Linked DNA regions of Zea mays: region 2 is linked to region 1. A link is a contact called in public Hi-C data. All regions are on one chromosome and are shown on one strand. The core of a region is the stretch at or near the end of the contact, and the rest is flanking DNA. Distances in the headings are between cores, read along the strand shown. Region 1 has its middle 82 kb from the start of LOC100277443. Region 2 holds the start of LOC103650768 (hexokinase-3).

What was found. A called contact is a pair of places that touch in the nucleus more often than the background predicts.
Region 2: a Hi-C map of endosperm shows a contact between it and region 1, with 2.2 times the contacts expected there. The contact joins the promoter of LOC103650768 here to the enhancer-like site in region 1. A contact is called at or near these places in 5 of 25 Hi-C or Micro-C datasets (ear, endosperm, leaf and 1 more) and 1 of 3 datasets of contacts at active chromatin or transcription factors (leaf).

What each region holds. Positions count from the first base shown.
Region 1 is chr3:154,181,635-154,185,729 of Zm-B73-REFERENCE-NAM-5.0, forward strand. No RefSeq gene overlaps it. Among protein-coding and RNA genes, the nearest start is that of LOC100277443, 82 kb to the left of the region's middle. Within about 2 kb of position 1,682, at least 20 of the 20 cell types and tissues checked have an H3K27ac peak or open chromatin away from gene starts, as enhancers often do. A contact at or near this core is called in ear, endosperm, leaf and 1 more, where this site is marked.
Region 2 is chr3:154,274,768-154,279,288 of Zm-B73-REFERENCE-NAM-5.0, forward strand. It overlaps LOC103650768 (hexokinase-3), which reads left to right and starts at 3,124. Exons shown (of 9, transcript XM_008676343.4): 1 at 3,124-3,782. The coding sequence starts at 3,511.

The DNA.
Region 1 (4,095 bases), core at 432-2,931:
CTTCTGGCTGCCGGCAGATCGAGCTAGTAGGTAGAGCTGGCCGGCGGCCCCAACTCAAGCAATGCAAGGAAGAAGAGAAGAAAGGTGGTGGCAGGCCGACACTGGAGTCTTGCAAGTAGCCCTGCCAGACCAGCCGCGCGCGCGCTTGCTGATCGCGATCTGCATGCGTGGCTCGCTCTTTTTCCTCAAGCGGCGCGGCGGCATGCATGGTCCTGAATGGCTGAATACAAGGGCCGGGCCGGCCGATCCATGCATGCATCAATGTCTGTCCTGCGCCGCGCCGGTGAGCTAGGGCCGGCCGGCCAGGGGGCGCACGACGCGCGGTCGCGGGATTGATGGATCGACCGTCCGTGGACTGGCCGGCGCCGCCGTGCACGGACGGGCTGTATATTATATGACTTGCGTGAATGAGACGAGAATGAGAGTACACTCATCATGCATGCGCTTTCATACGTAACAGTACATTGGATGCTCAAACGCTCTACACGTGTGGGCCGGTGCATCGGGTACGTACTCGGTGCAGTGCACATATATATACGTGTGTGCAGTGGTGGCCCTAAGGGTGGGGCAGAGGGGCAATCGCCCGGGGTCCCCAAATTCATAGGGCCTAATTTTAGTTATGTGATCCAATAGTCCATCAATAAATTAATGAATATCTAAACATGTTAGAAGAAAATTTTAAGGTGATACTATAATATATATATCCTTTTATTTAATTATTATTTGATATAAATATTTTTAAATGTATTTTAAGTGTTTGATTAGTAACATTTATATATTAAAAATAATTTGAATGGCTTATATTTGAAACTTTGTCCCGGGCCCCTAAAATGTTAAGACCGCCACTGCGTGTGTGTCGGGGCCAGGGCCGGGGCCGGGGCCTTGGTTGCTGTCTGTAGTAGTTCATGTAGGTGTGTGTTCTTGTGTGGGGCTGGCATGCAAATGGTTTGGTGCCCGACGGTCGAGGCGATCCATGTCCTTATGGCCATGGTATACAGTACAGTATGGCTGTAAAGCCGACGACAAAAGCCTCGCATCGGGCAGAGGACGACAAAGAGCTGGCCTGTACCTGTACTGTACGTACTTGCTGTTGCTGGCCGGCCGGGCCGAAACCACGTCCATCCACCATCTCCATTCCCCCCGTCGCCCCCGCGGCCTGCCACGCTACCAGGTCCAGCTGCCAGCGCCAGCGGCCAGCTCACCACCTTCTTCCCCTCACTTTTCAGTTTTCACCATTCACCGGCGGACTCCCTTGGCCCTCGGGCTGCCTGCCTGTCTAGTGTCTACTACAGGAGTGACTAGCAGTGCGAGAGGCCGAGAGCAGTGCTCGTGCTCTGAGCACCACGTACACGTACAGTAGTGGCACGTGCCAATGCCAGCTGCCATCGATCTTGAGCCGTGTGTTTTCCAGCAAGGATTCCGGCAGGCTCCAGGCGAGACCAGAGTACCAGACCACCACATGCGATGCAAGCCGGCTTGGGAGTGCGCGCCCGCGTAGACACGGAAGGGGGGAAGGGGGATCCCAGTTCGAGGTTCCTGTCTCCCCGGCCCCGCAAGCCCAACAAATGGCCGAATACATACCATGCGCCACGTGGAGCGGTGGTGCGGCACAGCTGGATCCCTGGCGACGAGACGAAGACGAGACCGTCCGTCTTGAGTCTTGACCGCCTACTGTACTGTACTTGGGCTGCGTGCGAGCTTGCAGCCTGCACGCAGCTGCCGCCTGCCTGCCTGTCTGTCTTTCTTTCTGTACTCTGCCTCTGCCTCTGCCTCAACCGCTCGACCGAACGCCACAGTGACACTGGCAGCACGGACGCGCCAGGACGAACGGACACCCAACACATGCAGTGTGGTCCGGCCGTACGTTTGTTTGTTACTGTTGCGATCCCGATCGTCCAGGGCAACGACGACACGCCGACGACTTTCGGCATCCATCCGATCCGACCCCTGCCTCTGCGAGCTGTAATTAAACTCCTCGGCGGTAGTACGGTGCACCGGCCGCCCCCGACCCCAATTCCCGCACGCGGCCGACGGTTTCCGGGCAGGGCAGAACAGGAGCCGCCGCATGCACCATCCATCCCCATCCTAGCCGTAGCCGCCGCTCTCGGTCTTGGCTCGCCCTCCCAACGACCTGCCGCTGTTCCTCCTGGCTGCCTGTTGCCTGCCCGCCAGGCTCCAGGAGACGAGGCCACGCTCCTCCACCACCCCTTCCACGTGCTCCCCTCCTTTCCTCTCCTCTCCTCTGCGTGGACTGGACACTGGGCTGCCCTGCGCAACTCCCTCCTGGACGTACCTTAAAACCCTACCCTTTTCCCCTGCTGCTCGTGTTGACCACTACCGCCTGTTCCCAGCAGGTCACTCCCTCACTCAGACACTCATCTTTCTTTGCCTGATCCGGCCGTTACCTCTTGCTACTTCCTTTCCCTTTTTTTCGGCCCCAATGCGAACGAACGGCTCCCATTCCCTTCTTTTTGTAGACAGACAGACACAGAGAGAGAGAGAGTTTTCGCGCCGTTGCGTGACGGCTGACGGGGTGTGAGGCGCCGATTGTTCTTTCGCGCGGTAGGATTACACGCGCCAATCAATCATCCGCGTGTGCAATACTACTATTACTACTACCAGTAATAAACAGGCAGGAAAAGCCAACGCACCTGCCTGCATGGCCTCCTGGCTGCTGCTCAAATTTCTGCCGGCGCCACTTCGGCGTGGAGGATGAGGAGGGACTAGGGAGTGTTACAAAAATATTACATATGCGATCAATCCAAGGGGTGAGACAGTTTTTTCCAAGGGACACACCTCTTGGGATACATCCCTTCACTTGTATATAAGTGTAATGATCTGTGGAATACAAACAGTTCTGTCATTTGTTTCTCTCTCAATCTCGTTAACACTGAGTATACTTCAACACGTTATCAGCACCTTTGCTCTCCACCGAGCGGTTCTGCCCGGGCATCCATCGAGCGGTTTCTCCATCACCGTCTGCACAGGCGCTCGTACTCTTCGTCGCTAGCGTCGCAGATGGCCGTTGTTGCTGATCATGGCACGTCTTCACGAAGGGCGGGATGACAAGTGAGTTTACTGTTCTTGTACTGCCATGGTTGCGAAGCCCACGCTCGGGGAGCGTCCGCGGCCTCGCCCAAGCCGGGCTGCGCCCGCGCCTGCGCCTATGCCTGTTCCTACGCCTGGCGGGGCTATGCCGAGTCGCGCCATGGCCGAGGCCGCGCTCGCCGGGTCTGCACACTCGTGCTCCAGCGTCGGGCGGCCGCGCCAGCACCGCACCGAGCCACAGGGGCCGTGCCCGCGCCCGTTGGCAGGGGTTGCGCGCCGTCAGGCCTCGCCCGCGCGCGTCGAGGGACGTGAACCCCGGCGTCGTCGAGCAGCCGTGCCGCCGGGGGCGCCGCAGGCCCGCGCCGGGCAGCCGTGCCATCGAGGGACCACCGGGCCGAGGGCGCCGCGCGCCCACGCTCATGCACCGAGCAGGTCGAGGGCGCCACGGGCTCTCGTCGGGCAGCCGGACCGCCGCCGAGGGGCCGCGAGCCACGCGGCCGCGCCGCCGTTGCCGGGGCAGCGCACGCGTCGTGCGCCGAGGGGGCCACGCGTCCGTGCCGACGGGGCTGCGTGCCACACGCCGCCAGGCCGCGTGCCACACGCCGCCGGGCCGTGTTTGCGCATGGGGGCCGCGCCCGCGCTCGTGCAAGCCGAAGCCATGCGCCGCTTGGACCAAGGCCGTCGGGGCCGGGCCGGTGCCGAGTTGCCGCGCCCAAGACCTGCCGACCGTGCGCAACAGTCGCGCCGGGGACGAGCCCCTGCGGCCAAGACGCGGCCACGCACGGCCACCAACACGGAGGGACGCGTCCAGGCGACGGGAATCCGGCCAGTGACTCCCTGGCGGCGCCTGCTGCTGGTAGAAGTGAGAGAAGACCACCCTAACCACTCTCTCAGGCACCGATGGACCATCTGGCCATATGGGTCGCTCCCACCAAGTGCTTGGGCGCCTATGACTGGCTGCATGGGCCACTTTTGGCTGGTCACCTGAGCCGCCTATGTTTGGTTCTTGGGTCGCCTATGGTTGGCCGTCTAGAACCAATGTTTATT
Region 2 (4,521 bases), core at 1,874-4,373, 95 kb after region 1:
ATAGTTGGTCACAGAGGAGGAACATAATATTGTCACATTCAGATCATGTATAACCTTATGTAATATATGGTTTTTTGAGGGATGTGTAGAGATTAATAAAAATAAATATAAGAGATGTGTTCTTTGTGAAGCACCTGTATCTACACGACCGTTTATACATATTATCTTGTAATTGTATCTACGACCTAAAGGCTCATAATAGTATCATGCAGTTGACCTCCGAAATTAAAGGTAATACATAATTATGCCAAACGGAACTAAAAATCAAGGATTAATCTTTAATCCCTCTAACCAAACGGAGCCTGAGATTGGGGATCTCGATAGATGAGTTAGTGGGTGCTTGGTTTATATGGGCTATTTTTTAGCTCCTCTATTTTATTCTATTTTAATTTTTAAATTGTTAAATACGGAAATTAGAACCGGCGGTCATGTAATATGAAACATACAAGGTGTCATGGAATAATATAAAGTCTCCAAAAGGAAAAACTGGCGGTGGAAGGCGGTCCCATTCCGCGTTGGCCAGTGAAAAGGCGGCGCGTGGGCGTGGTGGTGGCGGGTACTCATTCCCCGCGCGCGGCAAAGTTCGTTAATCCTCCGCCCCCGTGGAGCTTCGTTTTAAACAACAAGGCTCGTTCTTCTCCTTTGCTGGTTGCTGCTACTACTCCTTCTGACCGCACGCGGCACGCGGCACGCGCGCACGCACACGACACTTGACCGGTCTTGGGTCTCTTTCGTACATGCGGACCAGACCATCAGCAGATGCATGCGGATTCACCGCCTCACAGACCAGGAGCCGGATGCCCGCTTGTAAAAAAAAGAAAAAAAAAGAAAAGGAAAGGAAAACCCAACGACAACACACGGCGCGGCACTGTACTGTGTGATTGCGCTGACAGCATGATTCGATCGATCCCGCTCGTGGTGCATGCGTGCCTGCCCCCGCTGGAAACGGCAAGGATAACCTACACAATGCATGCAGGCAGCTCAGAGAAATATACTCCTTGCTAATATCTGCTGTAGTTTTCGTTATCCGCTAAGCACGCTCGTGTCGCCGCAATGAGCAGGCGGTCGTGCGTGCATGTGTACTGTACAGTCAGTCCAGTGTCCAGTCCTCATCCCGTGCTGCTGGTGGTACTTGTGGCCGGACAGCCAGCCAGCGAGCGATCGCGAAGCGGTGACCCTCTCGAGGCCGAGGAGGGCGGCGCGAGGAAGAAAACAAAACACGGGGCTCCCACGTTTTTTTCCCCCAAAATGCCCGCCCAAAGGCGTGCGTGCGTGCACGGCCCGTTGTGGCGTCCGTTTTTTGAACCGCAAGCCACGCTTTTGATTAACGGAATCGCCGTGGCACGGGCGCACGTTCCGCGTCCGTATAGATAGCGGCGTTCTCGCTGTTACTATTATATTGTTGTCGCTCTGGGCAGGCCATGTGTCTGCTGCGACGCCGGACGGACAGCGCGCGCCTGCGCCTGCGTGCCTAGGTAGACTGCAGACGAAGCAAAGGGCGGGCGGGCGGGCGGCCGGCCCTGGCAGCCCGCCGGCCGCACAAGCGCAGCGCAGGTGCTCGTCACGCGACAGTGCCGGGCGCAATTAATAGCCCGCGAACGCAAACGTGGCCCCCCCTGGTGGTGGGTGGTTCGTGGGTGGGATCCCACCATCCATCCGCGGCGGCAGCGCTTTCCGTGGATCCGGTCCACGGCTCCGCGTCCGCGGCTGCGCCCGCCGTCGGCCTCCCGCGTCCGTTCGCCTTGGCCTCGGGTTTTGGTTCCGAGGTGAGATACAAACGCTGCAGCAAGAAAAAAAAGAGTAGGCCCAAATCCAATGAAGCACGAAGCTTAACAGGGGGCATTCCAGGATTAGTAGTACTACGGGACGGGGCCGACGGCAGACGACAGCAGGCCCGGCCAGAGCACAAGACACGCGCGCGCTGGCCTGCTCTCTCCGATTCATTTCCACCATCTACTCCCCCGTACGACCCGGCGGGAGGCGAGCTGCAGCTGCCGCCTGCTACGCTAGCCTGGTCTGGTCTGGTCTGCTGGTCCCTCCCTCCTCCCTCCCGGTCAAAGCGGCCGCCGCTGACCGCCCGGGTCGTCAGTGCCAACCGAACCCGAACCGCCCAGACCCGAACCCGGTACTGGGCGGAGTGGCCGGGTCGCTATCGCCGGATGGATCGACATCGACCGGGGTGGCCCCCCGACCGAGGTCAAACAAACAAAGGCGCCCATATCGCCGCGCACGCAGGCCGCGTCTTTTGCCCCGTGGCGCTGCCGCCACCGCCCTGCCTTGCCTGCGCCCGCCCGCCCGCAACGGCCGAAAAGCCCCGCCGCCCCCCGCAATTCTTTCTCGCGTAAATTATGCAAGCAAAGCGGCCGGAGCGCATACGAGGACGGGATGGATCACCCCTACTGGTCGCTAGCCTCCTCGCCTTTTTGACGGCCTGGCCTGGCCGCGCCTCCTATGCAACTTCCCGTCGCCAATGCCTTCGCTCGCTGATTGGCTGCGCCGCCGGCCGCCGCCGCCGATTTGGTTAAGTTGACCCACCCGGAGACGCTTCTGCTGCCAGGTCGCCGCCATTGCTTGCTGACACCCGCATCACTTGCGATGCGATCGCCGTCGACATTGACGTAGGTAGTACGCGAGAGAGAGAGAGGCCTCAAGAGAACACGTCAACGTTAACCTAATGAAAAGAAAAGAGCACGTGGAGTACAGTAGGCTAGGCTACGCCATCAGCTTTTTTTTTCTAAAAGTCGTGGCGTTTGTTGCCAACGCCACGTACTGGAACAAAATCCACAAGCATGGACGGCCGTCGATCGCATCATCCATCGAGCGTGACAAAACCAAACGCATAATACAACCATATACTACTGCTGATCTGTAGTAGTATATATATACAACAACAACACATGAGCACTGCGTCTGGCCTCTGGCGTTGTCTTGAGCAAAACAAAGCGGGGAGGGAAGTACACTCCAGGTCTCCAGCAGGTCAAAGCCGGGCACGGGAAAAAAAAGAAGCATTCCACAAACGTACGAAAAAAATGGAAATGCAGACAGACAGGTGGTGGCTGGCGCTGCCTGTGCCTAGGCTATATAGCCTAGCCTGGAGCAGGGGCCAAATCGCAAAACTTCCGGCGCGTAATAAAACGGGCAAGGCCAGCGCCAGGCCACGCTCTTCCCTTTCGCTTGCCCCTGCCCCTCTCCCCTATTTCTCTATTTCTTTCCCCCTCTCGCCTCGCCGCGCCTCCCCTTCTCTCTCTCTCCCCCCTTTCCCCCACTACTAGCCGCCCCTCCCTCCTCCTCCCTTCAACACCCCCGCTCGGCGCCGCTTCGCGCCGGTCTCATTCGCCCGCCATTCCGCCGCGCGCCGCCGCCAGGGCGCCGCGTCCCGGGCACGCGCGCGTGCGGTGCGGGCGCTGGCGCGGGCGCCAGGAGAGAGAGGGAGGGAGGTAGCGACCGCCCCTGCCCCCGGCCCCCCGGGGATGCTGCCGTGATCGCCGCCGTGCGCCTGGAGCCGGGGGGATGGGGCGGGTCGGGCTCGGCGTGGCGGCGGGCTGCGCGGCCGCCACGTGCGCGATCGCCGCCGCGCTGGTGGCGCGCCGGGCGGCGGCGCGGTCGCGGTGGCGCCGCGCCGTCGCGCTGCTCAGGGAGTTCGAGGACGGCTGCGCCACGCCGCCGCCGCGCCTGCGCCAGGTCGTCGACGCCATGGTCGTCGAGATGCACGCCGGCCTCGCGTCCGACGGCGGCAGCAAGCTCAAGATGCTGCTCACCTTCGTCGACGCGCTCCCCGCCGGGTACGTACGGCACAGCGCCTCCCGCTCCCCCCCCACCCCACCTCACTGCCTGCAGGCCCTTGTCCTCCGCCGTGCGCGGCCTCGCGATTCCATATGATTTGAAGCGCCCCCCAGCTCCTCCCTTTCCCCCCTCCTCCTGATTCTTGATTAGAACGGGCACAAAAAAGCCTGTCCTCTTTTTTTTAACACCCCGTCGTAACTGACTGACATGCTGGTAGTTGGATCATACCCTTGCATCTTGCCGTCTTGGTCGCCTCCGATTTTACCCCGCTGTGCGTACATAAATGTGATTTCTTTTTTCTTGGTTCCTTCTGCTGCTTCCTTTGCCTTCCCAGCTGCTGTGGAGCGACGCGCATTTCTCGCCTTCCTTTGGGCGTCCGTGCGAAATGTACGGATTCGATTTTTTTTCGCCGCTTAAGGTTTCTGATTGGTTTGTTTTGGTTTAAAAACTTATCTACCGCCCAATGCTGCTTGCATTGAGGGTCGTACTAGTCGTGTCGAATCTGTCGATGCTAAGTTGAGGATCCTTTCACACTCATCTCCCTGCTCCGCAATGGTGAACAAATCTGGGTCCCTGCCTTTCTGATGTGTTCATCCCACAGTGAGCGAATTTGGGCCGTTACTTTTGCTGATATATTATGTTCCTGTATAAAGTCGCCATCTTTATTCGATTCCGAATAATGCCGCGCACACCTCGGTAGATTTTCCTCGTGGAATTCCCGCAAACACGACGTCACAA